Regions from separate parts of the Triticum aestivum genome. Here region 2 is linked to region 1. Evidence: chromatin contacts called from public Hi-C data. All regions are on one chromosome and are shown on one strand. The core of a region is the stretch at or near the end of the contact, and the rest is flanking DNA. Distances in the headings are between cores, read along the strand shown. Region 1 holds the start of LOC123060306 (alpha-ketoglutarate-dependent dioxygenase alkB homolog 6). Region 2 holds the start of LOC123057918 (lecithin-cholesterol acyltransferase-like 1).

What was found. Hi-C and Micro-C count contacts between places; a contact is called where the count stands out from the background.
Region 2: a Hi-C map of an unstated tissue shows a contact between it and region 1, with 7 times the contacts expected there. The contact joins the promoter of LOC123057918 here to the promoter of LOC123060306 in region 1. A contact is called at or near these places in 2 of 5 Hi-C or Micro-C datasets (leaf and an unstated tissue) and 1 of 1 datasets of contacts at active chromatin or transcription factors (leaf).

Annotation. Positions count from the first base shown.
Region 1 is chr3A:63,565,467-63,570,649 of IWGSC CS RefSeq v2.1, forward strand. It overlaps LOC123060306 (alpha-ketoglutarate-dependent dioxygenase alkB homolog 6), which reads right to left and starts at 3,260. Exons shown (of 7, transcript XM_044482964.1): 1 at 3,037-3,260; 2 at 2,857-2,917; 3 at 2,705-2,743; 4 at 1,381-1,493; 5 at 1,036-1,288; 6 at 883-929; 7 at 202-809. The coding sequence starts at 3,201. The coding sequence ends at 633.
Region 2 is chr3A:63,771,378-63,776,560 of IWGSC CS RefSeq v2.1, forward strand. LOC123057918 (lecithin-cholesterol acyltransferase-like 1) reads left to right here and starts at 2,306. Exons shown (of 2, transcript XM_044480781.1): 1 at 2,306-2,742; 2 at 2,826-3,997. The coding sequence starts at 2,375. The coding sequence ends at 3,702.

The DNA.
Region 1 (5,183 bases), core at 2,010-4,509:
GGATTTATCAGGGTCCGGCAGAGTGGCTTCTAGTTCCCCCTTTTCATTCTTTGTTTCAAAAAAGTTTCCTTAAATGAAAGCACGATGTCATTTCATGAATTTCATTATTTTTTTCTGAATTTCACTACAGTTTTTGCATGGAAATGTTCCGTCATTTGCCCGTTCATGGAAGAAAAACAAAAGACTATTTGGACAGGATCATGAACATATTTCTCCAAAGATTTTCATCACAAAACAAACCATGTCTGGAATGATCTCTACTTACTTATATATACATAAATGTTCTGGTTCTGCCAAACTCAAATAATCTTAACCATCAGTGCAGCTATATCCCATGCAGTATATTCAGAAATTACTAGCAGGATTAAAAGTTCATTCTGTCATTACATTCAAGAAAATCCATGCATACTTTCTACATTCTGGATAAACGGCAGCACAACTGAACCCTGTCCGCCAAGGGGATACATCGTGATTTCACATTCTGGAATGCTAAATGATCAAAAGGCACATACCGGCCAGATTGGTGTGTTCCTCTCATCCTCTGATTTGCTAGCATACTTCTCTGTATCTACCACAGTTCTTTCTCACTGTTGTCCCACTGGCTACGCTGATGTAAGCAGGCCATACGGATACTAGAATTTGAACAGCTTATTGTGTACCTTCAACACTAGCCGGCACGTCAACGAGACTCTTGTGGTGGTCCTGTGGAAGGTGCCACTTGGCTCAGAGCTAGCACTGCTATCTGCTTTGCCTGGGCTGTAATCATAGCTTAGATGCTTGAATTGCGGGCACTGTGAGATATTTGCAACCTGTAGAATGCAAATAAAGTTGATTATTAGTTTGCGCGTATTCGGGGTGCTTTGCAGTGGGCAAAAGTTTCACCTTGTCTAGATTATGCAGCTCAGTGTCTTGTATACCATGTAGGAAGTCTGCAAATGTCATGAAAATATAAATAACTAAAGCCTAGTTTTGCCAACAAAATAATCTGAAGAGGTTTTTATCAAGCTAATTCATGAAAGAAACTACGGGGCTAACCTGTATAAGCCTGATCTTTGAATATTAACAGGCTGCAGGGCATTAGTAGAAGTGACGAAGCAGGACCAGCTTCCTTTGTGCCTTCAACCTTATAGGAACCATTACTCTCCTGTGGCTCATCAGTTTGTATATTTTGGAGATATGTATGTTCAAGCCCTCTGAGCTTTCCGTGGGGTGTGAAATCAAGCACAACCGGTGAAGCAAGGGATATGATAGCGACAACAGGAAAATAGGCAGGGCCGTCTTGATGTGGCTGAAAGGTGCAGTGTTATTGTACTTCAGTGAAGCGCAAACCATAGAAGATGTACTAGAGAAATGAACAATATGGAGCTGATGATTACTGACCATGATCCCTTGATTAGGATGATACTCATTAATCAGAACATGATTGATTGCTGAAGGAAATAAACCAGTCCACTGGCAGATTCTGTCAGTTATCTTTGTAAGCCATGGAGGTACTGCAATATTAGACAAATGAATGTAATTTCAATGCTAAAAACTGATGACACCTAACTAAAGTAAAAAAGAATGTACACTGTATGTAATTTTAAGCACTCATCATATTTTTAGTTCCTGAGAAAACGCTTTTTTTGTCTTCTGTACAACGCCAAGCATGCATAGATACCAGCCAGAAAATTGCATGAAAACATGGGATTAATCCTTATGATGCAATAGACCAAAAACAATAATGTACACAAAAAGAGCACGCAATCAACTGTTGGGGATCACAAAGGAACAATCTGTTGTTGGGGATCACATGCTTGTGCAATGCCCCTACGCGAACAGTATCTGGTAGACTGGTACCAGCTGGCGGTGTGGTCGCTGATCGAGCATCTCAGCCCAGGTAGCTACTGTTTTTTGCCCTTTGCTCTCCTGTACATCCCCTCTTTTCATGTCTTCCTTTTCTATGTTTCCTATCTCTGTAATCTCCCAGAGTTGAGATCTTCCCAGCTCTCTCATTAACAATGAATAGCCCAATGCAATTGTTTGTCAAAAATAAAAAATAAACATTTTTGTTTCACTATTAGAAAGAGAGAACATAAGACACTGCATATTGCTTTTGCAATTTATTTAACTGAGCACACAAGATCTTTTTACATGTCTCTACCACAAACACTCATAGCGATTTTGCCATTGTATGGATTACAGAGGGGGTAGGGGCATCTAAAATAAATTTCTGTCTGCCTGATGATAAAACCATGCCTGCGATGCAGGGATGATAGACCAACAGTAAACCTTAAATTATGTGATAGACCAAAAGAAATGTGATTTGAACAAAAACATGTGCTCTGTTGCGGGGCATTATAACTGAAGCAGCAAAACAAATTAAAAAAGGAGCAAACCATTTTAACAGATTTATTTGACTGATGGAAAGAGAGAACAGATGATGATACAAATAGTTCTTGTTATCTCTCAAAACTGAGAACATGAGATCTTCTTTCATGTCTCTTTCCTCAAACTCTGACGGAGATTTCGTCAATTCTAAGGATTCTAGAGAGGGCTGAGGGCATCCATACTACGTTAGCAAGCTTATCGCAGCCAAATTATGAAGGAACAACGAATCCCTGAAGTATCTCCGTAAAACCACATGGGGGCACTTCAGTTATGTAAAGCATGACACAGAATCCACAAAATTGTGCTGAACATTACAATGCTGATGAATACTCACATGCCTGCGGCAGTAGCCCCTTCTCGTGCACCACTCCTCCTGCACAGCACAGGTCGACCAAATCAACACTTTCCCAGAGGCAAGAAAAGAAAAGAATAGCGCAAATTTTCAAGCAGGGATTCAATTCAGGGACTGCAGCCGGCAACACGCACCCCAGTTCTGGAGCCGCCGGTTTTTCAAAATCTTCCACTTGGGCGCCGGTGCCTGGTATACCTGCAACGGAATCCGCCACCGGAGAGAGCCTCAGACCACACGAGCAAGACAGGAGAAAGCGAAACCAAAGTAGGGGATCGGGCGAGTAGTAGAAAGGAAGGAGAGGATTGGTCCAGTACATGGTGGAGGAGCTGGGACTGCTCGGTCTCGGAGATGAAGTCGGGGACGTATAGGACGGTGGGGATGGAGCCGACGGCGTAGTCCCCGGGGATCCTCAGGCACAACTCCGGCGAGGGGTTCTCCTCCTCCGCCGCGGCCGCTTTCTGGGTCGACTTTTCCTCCATTGCTGCTTCGGCCGAGGATGCTCGTGCTACTGTACTTCCCTGAAAATCATTGGTTAAGGGCAAAGCTGGCCAGGCCGTGTTTTTAAGACCGGCCCGCGGGCATAGATTTTGGCCCGGCATGGCAGGCAAATAAAAGGGCCGGGGTGGCCTTCGGCTCGCCATGGATGAAGGCCCATTCCTGAAGTCAAGCCTTAAGGCCGGTCCGGCAATTTCTCAAAAAAAAGGCCGGTCCGGCAAGAATCCCTTTTACATTTTCTGTATCTTTTTCTTAATATTTAATATTTCTATTTTTTTCTTCAGATTTTCTGTATTTTTCTTTGTCTGTATCTTTAGTTTTGTAGATTCTTCTGTATTCTGCATTGATTTTAAGATTCTTCTGTATTTTATTTTTTCTCATTTTTTTATATTTTACTAAAATTTAAAACACGGATGGCTTGGAAGGCCGAAACGACCCAGAAGGTCAGCCCACAGGCATGCCGGACCATGCCGGCCTTTTTAGTCACGTGCTAGGCCGATCCCTGAGTCGAGGACTTCAGGCTCGCACGACACAATCCTTTTATAGAAGGTACGATATGGGTCATGTCGTGCCAGACCTTTTTATAGGCGTGTTGGGCCGTGCCGAGACATATGTGACGGAGCTAAATCCGACAGATCTCGAGGTAGGGATCCTAAGCTAAGCGTTTAGATACAACGGTAACAGGTACGCCAGGTTTTACTAATGTTTGGGCTCTCTGATGAGATAATACCCTACATTTTGCTTGTGTTTATTGCGTTGGAGTAACTAAAGAATACATGTAAACACCCATACCTAATCCCTCGGTTTATATAGATATACGGAGGGTTTAGGGTTACAATATCCTAGTTGGCATGTACAAGGGCACTGAGTCTTTTATGAATCTAGCTTCTTTAGTATACATCAAGTCTTCTGGATCCTTCTGTTTATGCATCATGAGCCACACGATGTGGCCCACTTTGGAACCGACTATGGGAGTCCTCAGCTCAGGCCACCAAGCCAGAAGACAACATGGTCAAAGGCCTCCTAGCCGGGACAGGTCAATAACACCTGAACCGGTCTTTAAATTTGGATGCACCTCGGTTCACCTGAGCGGCCAATTTATCTTCGGTCATCGGTCTTGAAAATTGGTTGTCGCTCTTGAAAAATGGTTCAACGAAATCATCTTTTGTAGTCAAAGTTTTGACGTCAGCCCGAATCCGAGGAGACCGAAACCACCTCGGCTTCTAACAAGTGCTGGATATAATTGAGCCGAGCTATGCATTGGAAAGGTTCCCGCCCAGTCGTGCCTTAGGCATGAAGTATCCCGATTAATAATACATGTGCTAATAGGCTGGCCCCATATGTTATTAGAGCCAATGGTTTTGATGAACTTTGGTACTTTTAGAGCATTACTAGTAGAACCTTAAACTCTCAAACCCTTGTAGCAGTTTTAAGGGTTGAGAACTACCACTTTTTGACACTTTTAAGGGTTGAAAAACAGGGACAAAGACTAGAACCTTCAAATCCAACCCTTAAACTTGGATTTGAGGGTTCTAGTCTTTGTGTCAACCCCAACCTTTAAAACTGTTATTTCATATATCACACATTTCATCATATGACATGTCACAAATTCCATCACATTTGACATAAAACAATAATCATTCTAGTTATTATTACAACACCGAATAAAACAATAATCATTCAAATTATTACAACAATGTTTGAGCAAATTACACTAATTGTTCGAATCAAATAGGACATAGAAAAGTAAAACAAAGATACATCATGGGCCAATGCGCCGCCCATCCAACTGCCAGTGGTGCTCTATTAGATCATCCCGGAGCCGACCATGAGTGGTTGCATCCTCAATCTCACGATGTGCTTGAAGAAAAGCGTGTATGCGAGAAGGATTTCTTTCTGGTTGCACACGGGTATCAACATTGTCATAGAAACAAGGGAGGTTTAATCCTCTTTCATCCTCTAGGAC
Region 2 (5,183 bases), core at 1,056-3,555, 200 kb after region 1:
AGTATTGTAAAGGAATCGAAATGGGAAAGCAACCATGGGTACTCATCCGAAATACTCGTAAGACTTACATTAGATCTACACAATAGATATGCATCGATATCAAAGGAAAGGGGTAGTATATGTGGACTATACTGCAGAAATGCCAGAACAAGGGGGAGAAATTTATCCTATCGAAGACTACATCTTCTTGCAGCCATCATTTTGTAGCAGTAGAAGAGCGGAGTATTATATGGTATCATCTTGTACATATGTACATCAATAATACCGCTCGGTGCTCCTCTCCTCGTCCCCCTGAGAGAAAGCGATCACCGGATGTATTTTTCTGTTATCTAGGTGTGTTTTAATAAGTATCCGGTTTTAGTTGTAAGAGGTCGAGATACAACTTCAAGTTATCCTGTTACCTCAACTACTCTGCCCTCCAGGACACTAGCAACGTGTCGTGCTTCGCCTCTACATCAACTACTCTGCCCTCCAGGACCCTGGCAACGTGTCGTGCTTCGTGGAACAAATGAGCTCCGTGTATGACCCCACCGCCGTGCGCCCCCTTCTTCGGCTCCACCCAAGCCTTCCACTATCCCGATCCAGATCGCAATAAGTAGCAATCAATTATTTCTGAATAAACTCGGCTGAAATTTCTCAGTTTTCCTCATGAGCTGGTGATATCAAATCAAAAAAAATGCTCAGGAACTTCTCCTACATGAGCACGTTGGTGGAGAGGCTAGAAAGGATGGGGGTACCGCGATGGCGAGACCATGTTCGACGCGCCCTACGACTTCCAGTACGTTGTCACGCCGGTGGGGCGCCCGTAGAAGGTCGGCAACACCTTCTTCTAGGCGCTCAAGGGCCTCGTCGAGAGGGTGAGCGGGCTTAACGGCGGCAGGCCGGTGGTGCTCGCCACCCACAGCTTCGGCCTGGCGCCAGTGGTTCGTGCCCACGGCCGCCCAGTGGGGCGGCATCGTCCTGGGGATATGACATCAGAGGATCTCTAGGGGGGAAAAATCCAATTTTTGAGGAAGGTTCAACTTTTTTTTGAGCACTAATTTTATCTTTTCGACCCCGAGCTCCCCCAATGTCATATTGTTATGAATGTTTGCACGCACATAGAAAACTGGTTAATGTTTGATGTAAAAAAAATCAGTTATATATATATATATATTTCAAATTTATTGTTCACCCAGCATGATATGAGCTCGTGTCCAGTTATGGATTTCCACGTCAGAGGCTGCTTTTTGTTGTGTTGGAACGGTTATTCCCTCTAGTGTCTTCTAATGTGTGCTACGTGTGTTGCAAACTATGGTAGTAAGAAGACCGAAACAGCCAATGGAGGCCGAGCGGTTTCAAATATAATTTTCTAAAGGAATTTATTTTTTCGGGAAGACGCGCGCGCGCGCACACACACTTCCTCATCCAATTTTTCACATGTTCGTGCGGAGCATATACTCCCTCCGTTTCTAAAAAGACAAATATTTAGGAACTGAGGAAGTATAAGTTTCTATGGATTTATTTTTTATTTTTTTATAACTATTAAATATAATTTTCGATCTTTTTTTAAAAGGCTCCATAAAGCCCGTCCTGCAAATATTCACACGCATGTATCATACTCTTGATCTCGAAAAAAAATTAGGATACTCCTTTTTTAAAAGAAAGTACTATCTCAGTTCAGGTTTATTTGTCCTCTTTTATTTTGTGTCGGACTTTGATGTTAGATTTAACTAGCAAAATATATGTTATATACCACAAAAATAATATCATTGCAAACTTCTTTCAAATACAAACCCATCAATATGATTTTTATGGGATACGATTTATATTTTAGCGGTCAAATATGTGATCAAACTTTGACACAAAATATAAAATGAACCAATAAATCAGGACGGAGGTAGTATCCACTGATCCATGTTAAAAAAGAAAAGGCTCAAATGGTACGATCCCTCCGTCACTTCATAATGAAGTCTTCACGAAATCCTCGAAAATGATTCTGTGCACACATCCGCGTGGTCAATATTTCAAGTGTCAAACGCTGCCTTCTATTCAAACATAAAAAACATGGACGTGTCCAAAGGACCTTGGTACCATGCCTAGTCTTCCTTGTTTAGAGGAGAATCAAAGAATTACTAGTGATTTTCCTAAGCAGACGTTCACATCCGGTGCCCCTTGGGTCTCACAAGCAAAATGTCAAGAACTACTACTGTACTTTAATCCACATGGACCAACTGATGCGCATTGTGGATAGGAGCGACATGGGATGCTTCGTGTATAAAATGTGAATTGGTCGCAAGCCCCCAATCAACACCCATCTCGCCTACCACCATCTGCAGATTGGACAAAAGGAGTACGACTCTGAATTAACTTTGATCATTCCATCGGCCCATCCATGGCGACCCCGTTGCTTCTTGCGCAGTTACTACTGGCAGTGGCACTAGCAGCGGTGCAAGCGGCGCCGCGCTTGCACCCCGTCGTCCTGGTGCCGGGCTACGCCACCAACGAGCTGGACGCGCGGCTCACCAAGCTCTACCGGCCGTCGTCGCCGGGCTGCGGGGCGCGCAAGGAGGAGGGGTGGTTCCGCCTCTACCTCAACTATTCCGCCCTCCAGGACCCCGGCAACGTGCCGTGCTTCGCGGAGCAGATGAGCTCCGTGTACGACCCCGCCGCCGACGACTACTCCAATGTCCCCGGCGTGGAGACGCGCGTCCCCTTCTTCGGCTCCACCCAAGCCTTCCGCTACCCCGATCCTGACCGCAAGTAAGTACTAGCTATCGGTTGCTCAATCGTGTCGTGCCCATAATTATGAATCAGAACCGGCTGAAATTTCTCGATTTTTCAAGGAATTTCTCCTACATGAGCACGTTTATCGAGCGGTTGGAGAAGATGGGGTACCGCGACGGCGAGACCATGTTCGGCGCGCCCTACGACTTCCGGTACGCCGTCGCGCCGGTGGGGCACCCGTCCAGGGTGGGCGACGCCTTCTTCCGGGCGCTCAAGGGCCTCGTCGAGAGGGCGAGCGGGCTTAACGGCGGCATGCCGGTGGTGATCGCCACCTACAGCGCCGGCGGCCCGCTGGCGCACCAGTTCCTCGTCCGCCAGCCGCTGGCCTGGCGCCAGCGGTTCGTGCGGCGGTTCGTGCCCATCGCCGCCCCGTGGGGCGGCATCGTCCTGGGGATGCTGACGCTCGTCTCCGGGAACAACATGGGCCTGCCGTTCGTCGAGCCGCGCGCGCTGCTGCGGCAAGGCAGGAGCCTGCAGAGCAGCCTATGGATACTGCCCAGCCCGGCCGCCTTCGGCACCGCGACGCCGTTGGCTACCACGAAGAGCAGGAACTACTCGGCCGGCGACGTGGCGGACTACCTCGTCGCCATCGGGTTTGGCGAGGCCGTCAGGCCGTACAAGTCCCGCGTGCTGCCGCTGTTTGGCGGGGAGCTGCCGCATCCCGGGGTGCCGGTGACCTCCGTCATCGGGGTCGGGGTGGGGACAACTGAAAGGATAGTGTATCCCGGGGATGACTTCGACGCGACGCCGTCTGTGGTCGCCGGAGACGGCGACGGGGTGGTGAACCTGGCGAGCGCCATGGCGGTGGAGACGCCGTGGAGCCGCCGTGGTGGGGATTTTAGGATGGTCAAGGTGCTCAACATGTCTCATAATGCCCTTGTGGTGGATGATCGAGCGCTTGAGATCATCATGCGAGAGATTCAACGGGCTGATTAGGTAATCGGTTTTGCTACAACTCAGCTCAGTTGTAGTTATGGTCTCATTCACCTGGACAGCCGTTGGATCAAAAGCATTCTGACATTCGTGTGTTGTTGTGTCCTTGTTCAATCGTTCACCGTGCAGCGGTCTTGTTAATGGGCCTTTTTCGCGAGCTTTTGCTCGTTGGTTCGATGCTACCAGCTGCTTTATCCCTGGGTCGTCATGTTTGATTTGACCAGCCTGATGGTCTTTCTTTCATTCATGTAAATATTCTGACGGTTCAATAAAAAGTTTCGGAGTTTGTAAAAAAAAACCAGCTACTGTTTTCTATTTTTCTTCTACAGGATGCTACTTCACATTGTGAACGCGATACTTTTTGTACTGTTTAATTTGGACATTGGTACACTCTTTCAAGCTTCATGCTTTAAAAGTCCACATACAATCAGTTTTATTATTATATTTTTATCTTTTTCTCATTCTTGATTTTTTTTCTTTTTTGTTGTTGTTGTTCTTCATTTTTTTGCTATTTTTTTCTATTTTCATGGGACAAGGTGGGTCTCAACTAGGCTTCTTTCACGCCATTAGTCGTAGATCAAATTATGTTGTGATTCTATAAAAGCGGGTTCGCAACTGCATGTTTTTAAGACGTGCAACAACTTTATGTTTTTAAGGTGGATCGTAACTTATGACACACTCGTTTATAATTGTGCACTAATCATACACGCATCACGCATCATTCTAGATTAGACAGAGAATATGGTTGACTTTGATCTATGTCATGATATTTTTTTTAGTTAAATGTATACTCAAGGGGATTCTTAGAATACACTCAACATCCAGTAGGTTGAAGTTATCTTTCAGAAGAAGATCGTCCAATTTCCAATGACGGGACATATTAATTCATCTACTGCCCGAAGCAAGATACCACCGCTATTTGTTGGAATTTTCGTGGTCGGGCTACCCGGAACCCAATGATCCTCAATCTTTAATATTCGTGTCTATATCAACTCTCCAAATAAGACCTCTCTTGAGAGTACTAATGCTTTGTCACGTGAAAGACCCACTATCTAAATAATACTTCCCCTTCAAAACACCGGCACACAAAGTTTTCGGGATGGGCTAAGAGCATCCATGCCTGTTTTGCAAGCATTGCTGATATGATTGCATGTAGGTCATGGAAATCCATTCTGTTGGAAGCGTAGCAGAATTTTAAAATTTTCTACGCATCACCAAGATCAATCTATGAAGTCATCTAGCAACGAGGGAGAGTGGAATGCATCTACATACCCCTGTAGATCACGAGCGGAAGCGTTTAAGAGAACGAGGTTGATGGAGTCGTACTCGACGTGATTCAAATCACCGATGACCAAGTGCCGAACGGACAGCACATCCGCGTTCAACACACGTACGGTTGGGAAGACGTCTCCTCCAACTTGATTCAGCAAGGGGGGAGGAGAGATTGATGAAGATCCAGCAGCACGACGGCGTGGTGGTGAAAG